Linked DNA regions of Anser cygnoides: region 1 is linked to region 2. A link is a contact called in public Hi-C data. All regions are on one chromosome and are shown on one strand. Each heading gives the region's core, a stretch centred on a gene start, on an enhancer-like site or on the middle of the called end of the contact. The rest is flanking DNA. Distances are from core to core; before and after follow the strand shown. Region 1 has its middle 180 kb from the start of SOX9. Region 2 has its middle 21 kb from the start of SOX9.

What was found. Hi-C and Micro-C count contacts between places; a contact is called where the count stands out from the background.
Region 1: a Hi-C map of liver shows a contact between it and region 2, with 3 times the contacts expected there. The contact joins two enhancer-like sites. A contact is called at or near these places in 2 of 7 Hi-C or Micro-C datasets (both in liver).

Annotation. Positions count from the first base shown.
Region 1 is chr19:11,203,166-11,205,877 of Taihu_goose_T2T_genome, forward strand. No RefSeq gene overlaps it. Among named protein-coding and RNA genes, the nearest start is that of SOX9, 180 kb to the right of the region's middle. Within about 2 kb of position 1,461, at least 1 of the 3 cell types and tissues checked has open chromatin away from gene starts, as enhancers often do. A contact at or near this core is called in liver, where this site is marked.
Region 2 is chr19:11,365,212-11,367,988 of Taihu_goose_T2T_genome, forward strand. No RefSeq gene overlaps it. Among named protein-coding and RNA genes, the nearest start is that of SOX9, 21 kb to the right of the region's middle. Within about 2 kb of position 1,315, at least 2 of the 3 cell types and tissues checked have open chromatin away from gene starts, as enhancers often do. A contact at or near this core is called in liver, where this site is marked.

The sequences.
Region 1 (2,712 bases), core at 211-2,710, 160 kb before region 2:
TCTAACTTGACTTTTCCTTCTGAGATGCATCATTGCAGTGTACAGTAAAAGCTGGTAAGGATAAAGCAGAATGTTCTGGCTTTCAGAAAAGAGAAATTGTGATAATTTTTGACAAAAGTGAGCAAAATTGATACATATCTTTGAAACATTTGAATTTCACAGCAGAAGGCTGCAACACTGGAAAAATATCAATCAGCTCTGCACGAAAGATCACGTTGCGATTGTGGAGGAGAAGCTAGGGAGAGGCCTTTGGGTGATTCACGTTCCTCCTGTTTCTCCCCTGACTTTGCGTTGGGCCAAAATAAGCTTCAAGGGCACAATCACCTTTTGGGCTGAGTAGTTTGGCAGGTAAACCATATTCCACAGACATCGGGGGTACACACAGCTGAGCCGAAGTGGAGCCCATGCTCAGCTCTGCACAAGAGAGGTTGATTGTTTTGGCCTCTTTCCTTTGCTCTAGGGTAAAATAGAGGCACCCTTCTTGGGATATTATTGGTGCGAAATCGTAAGTTACAGTTTTATTACCAGTTGCTGTGTGCGTGTGTGAGGGAGAGAGAGGAGGAGGTGGCGGGTATAGGAGAACATAACCACTCTTTTGTAACTGTGAATCCATTCTTTTTTTTTTTTTTCTTCTTTGCAAAACACAGGTTTAGTTTTAGGTAGACAAAAATAGAATTTGCCTTTCCAAATTATGTTAAACATCAACATAGTGTGACAATCATTTTTTAAATCCTGCTTTTCTACAAAATAGTTGACTCCTTCGATTTGCATTGCTGAAAAAATAATATAAAAAAAAAAAAGAAATAGGTGGCCTATGTGGATTTATGAAATGTTCACTTTATATCCTACAAAAATTTCAATTTTATGTTGCAGATTTTACGTGCAGCATTTTCAAATGCTGTGTAAAACCTGGCTGTAAATGGTCACAGTTAAAATGTAATTGATTTATTCCAGAGAATAATTTGGCCTAGAAACTGAGGCATAATCTAGCTTGTAGATCGGCTGAACAATGGGAAGGTCTTGGCACCAGAGATAAAATCTGACTTACTAGCACTTATCGTGGAGCCCAGTGCTATATGGGACTCCTGTCCAGCCCCGTGAAGAAGAATGCAAGCAGAAAAGCTGCTAAGGATGAAAGAGGGGCAGAGGATGGTATTGGAGATGATTTTCCTAAACAGAAAAAAGCTGGTCATGAGTCCCATAAATAAATAAATAAATAAATAAAGATTAACTAAATCGACAATAAAATAATTGTGGAGGAGAATGGCAGAATGGCAGAATTTATAATATCCTTCCTCTGCATTTGATATCATATTCAGTGTAGTTCAGTGGCATGACAGGACATCTTCCCTGGTTCCCTACCTGGACAGTTTATTAGATGACAAAGTTATTCATAAATTTAACAAGAACACTTCTACTATTTGGGCAACGTTACACCCAGACAAGGACAAACTGAGGAGCCTTCTGCCCTTATGGTCCCTGAAAGCACTGGCAAATTGTTTTAGACCACCTAACGTATTGATCTACAGCAGCCACGTTTCCCACGTCAAACATCTCCGTGTGTTTCATTGCTTTACAGATTTAGAGGACCCCCAGTCTGTGTTGAGTTGTAAAGTTCTGTTCAATTGCTTGGTTTGCTTCCAGTGAAACAGGCTGGAAAAAATTGGATCTGAAATCAAGGTTGTTGGGGAAAATAGTATTTTTCCCATTAGCTCCAGGATGTTTTCATTGATTGTTTTGCACAGGGCATTGATTTGTTGGCTTTTCCAGTGCCAGAAGCTTCAGCTGGTACATTGAGTCCAAAAGGCCAGCTTTCAGCAACTGGCAGATTTTTCTGCTCAACTCAGCAGAATCAGAGCAATGTGTTCTTGGAGGCAGGATCACGACTAGACTGTCATTGAAATGACCTGCATATATTGTTCGAGCATATTTGCAAGATAGGAGTTCACCTTAGGTACCATGGGGGGTAGTGAGGATGGGTTTTTTTCACTCTTGCATAGGTAAGGTCGTCCAGTTGTCTTAATTCCAGCAAGGATGCTGTTTGGAAACGAGAGGCGGGGGTGGCCTTGTGACTATCTCTGTTACAGACAAAGTGCAGGGTGACTTCTTTGCTCCTCGAAGAGACACTCTATATAAGTTCTAAATTTAGCAGACATTAAAGTTCTGTTGGTATTTTTGTAAAATGATTGTTAGAGTATTTTGTAACTTCTGTTCCCCTCTGGCTGGGATTCGAGAAACCTCTCCCTCCCACCCCCTCCCCAACTCCTTGACAGCAATCGCTAGTTGTAAAATAATAGACCATCAGCCAGCAATAATTTGCAATCCAAACAGACTTGACGCTCTCTGACATTTATTGAAACCTCAGACCCTGTTCGCTGGTTTCAGTTTTCCTCCCTTTGCTCTGTTTTTACAGACAGACAAGTGCTTAGATTTGGGTTTAATAATGAGGAGAAATTTCGTCTTGGCCCAGCTTTGCTTGTGTTGGCTGCGGCGGGGGCTTGCAGCAGACGGGCGGTTGGAGTTAATTACGCTAAATGGTGAGAACATTATTTGACCCCACTGGTTCGGCACCAGATGTTGTACGTTGCCTCTGAGAAACCAGCACAGACGTAACGCTTTCAAGGCTGGATGGGGAAGGATAACATACTTGGAGCTTAGTCATTTTTTGCAGCGTTAACTATCCCAGGATAAGCCTGTGACAAACAAAGCACT
Region 2 (2,777 bases), core at 65-2,564:
CTTTTGTTCACGTGAAACAATTTCAGGCTCTCAGTAATGAAGTCCAGAATCGGGCTGTTCATCTCCCTGCGGCAGAAAGGAAACCCTAACGGCGTTCCCCGGATCAGGCCCGTTGATTGCCAAAGCCACCCCTGCCGGCACAGCCCTACCCGCAGCGGTGCCGTGGCTCGGGGCGTCTGCTCCAGGGCAGCCAGAAGTGCCACCAGCATCGTCCTGAGGGCTTAACTGCTCACCTACAGCACCCCTGCCAGGCCCCTGGGGAAAGTGCCCGTCCGTGGCCCAGCGTTTCTGGCCCATCGCATGTGCTCAGGAGAGCCAGAAACGTGCTGTGACCCACAGACCTCGGCTGCCACAGTTTCTTCTTTTTTCCCCCCTCAGTGCTCCCAGTAATCCACATCACTTCACGAGTCCCAGGCTTTCCATCTCACGGTGCAGAGCACGGAGGTGGGGACTGAGGAGGGAAGAGCCCAAAAGGGAGCAAGTGGGAAAGGCAGAGCCCAAAGCGCTGTGTGGGCAGGGGGCACAACGCCGGGCAACTGCCCAACCCCACCAGGCAGCGCCGGGAGCAGCGCGGGTGTGGAATTTTCCTCAGAAATCACAGAGATGTTTGCAACGAGTTTTTCACCCGGGTCTGTTGCTAGACAGAGCCAACTTCCATCCTATCCCAGTTGCATAATGTAATTAATAGTAATATAAGCTCTGCTGTTATGCAAGAAAATTGGGGGCACTTTCTGTTCCAGTTTCAGCTCACCACAATCACTGTTCGTGCATCAGCCTGAACGCTGCTTCCTCGCGCTGCACCCAGCGTAACCTCATTAAGCAAAAGCATAAAGTCTGTGTTATTTATTTATTCCACATGATAAAACCAGGATATTACTCACTGTGATAACACGGGTTAATTTTCAGTGAAGCCTCTCTTGGCAAACTTTTAATACAATGAATAACACACCTATCAGATCCGAGATAAACGGCTGTCATATCGTAACCTCATTTCAGCCTTTGGCCCAGTAACGCTACACTTCAAGGTGCCGTAATTATGTGCTGCTGCTTTTTTTTCTTAATTGATACTCATAAAAAAAAAGAAGGAGGGGGGATAAAATTAAATTAGTTCAATGTTATTTCGCACGAGCTGGGAGCGGGTAGCTGAGCGTGCGACTCTCGGTGCCACTCAAGGACAAGCCTACCTGATCGATAAATGCCGTACGGCTTCTGCTGCTGGGAAAAAGGGCCAGAGGAGCAGCTCTGCCAGAGCCAGAGCCTGTGGCAGGGCATCAGACAGGCAGACTTGCTGGAACAGTGGGGGCAAACTCCGCTTTCAGCTCTCCTCTCTGCTGCTCCTTGTGTTTGAGACTTGAGCAGTGGGGTGGGTGGGGTGGATCCTGTCCCCGGTCTTGAGCGGATCAGCTCCCAGCACAGAGCTGCCCCAGCCTGAGCGAGCAGGGAAACGGCCACGTGAGTCAAGGGCAACGGGGTTATTTTAAAATTAGAAGAGGATTTGAGTAAGCTATTCCATGAGCGTGTTCTGCAAGCCTACCTTTTTCTTTTTTCATGCCTAGAACAGCAGCGCCGTACAAACCTACGCAAGAGATGGCACGAAGCAGGCTATTAAAGCAGGGAAGCCTTCCCGAGGTGTCAGAGCCATGATAAGTCCTGTTTAAACTTTACCTAGAGCTGAACACCAAGTGTCAACACGAGGTGCTGCCCAAAGTCTCTGATCAGGCCAGGCAAACATCCAATCAGGAGGATAAATCAAAGCCCGGGCACATCCAGGTGAGGCGGCGCTGTTTAACTCCATAATTCCCATCGGAGCAGGGCTTTCCCAGCAGGTTACCCGCAGCCAGGTCGCTCCCCAGACATTTATTTATATAAGAAACCCGTCTGTGTGCATTATTTTTGTGTTTATTTTCCCCGGTAGGCACAGACACAAAGGCAGTGCCGGGCAGGGTACAGGCTGTCCCAGCAGCATCCGCGGGCGCTGCTGATATTGGACCTGGTGTTTGCTTTTCCTCCCGCCCCGGCTCCCTAACAGCAGCCCTGGGAAGCGGCTGTCAGCCAGCCCAGAAATGCAAACAGCGGGAGGGGAAGGCACGATCCCACCTCAGCCAGCGGGAACGGGGACGGAGGGGCTCACAAAGGGGGGCGGTGGGCTCCTTCCATGTCACCTCCGCTAATTTGGGGATTATAATCCCCATGTGAAGGGGCATGGCGGGGAAGCACTCCTCCTTCGGGAACTCTTACAAAAAAAAATAAAAAAATCCCACCTTCTTCAGCCACCATCACATCCTACCGTCACCGACAAGACCAGACATCCACTGCCCAGGACGACACGACATTTTGGCTGACAATAAATGCAATCGGGAGCAGTTTTTGAGCTGACAGCATCCCACCGCAGCCCTCAGTCCCTGCTCTGGCACGTGCCCCTGTGTCAGCATCCATATCCATTCCGCTGTGAACACATTCGGGGCTGGCAGTCTGTGTGCTGGGCTCACCGAGCTTCGGATCAGGCCTTTGAGTGATGTAAGTCATAATTAAAAACCCATGTCAATATTCTAAGAATTCTTTTTTCCCCAGATTGGGCAAAAGAAAGGTTAAAAAACACCATCTGTCATGGTGATTTTTTTCCCTATTTCTCCTTCCTTTCCCTCGTTAAAGGGAAGCGGGCAGGGGAGAATGTTCATTTGAAGCTTGCAACATGTTTTATTAATTGATGGCAAATAATCCTAAGATAAAGTGCACAATAAATTTCTTAATGAGAACATATGGTGGGGAAAATTGAT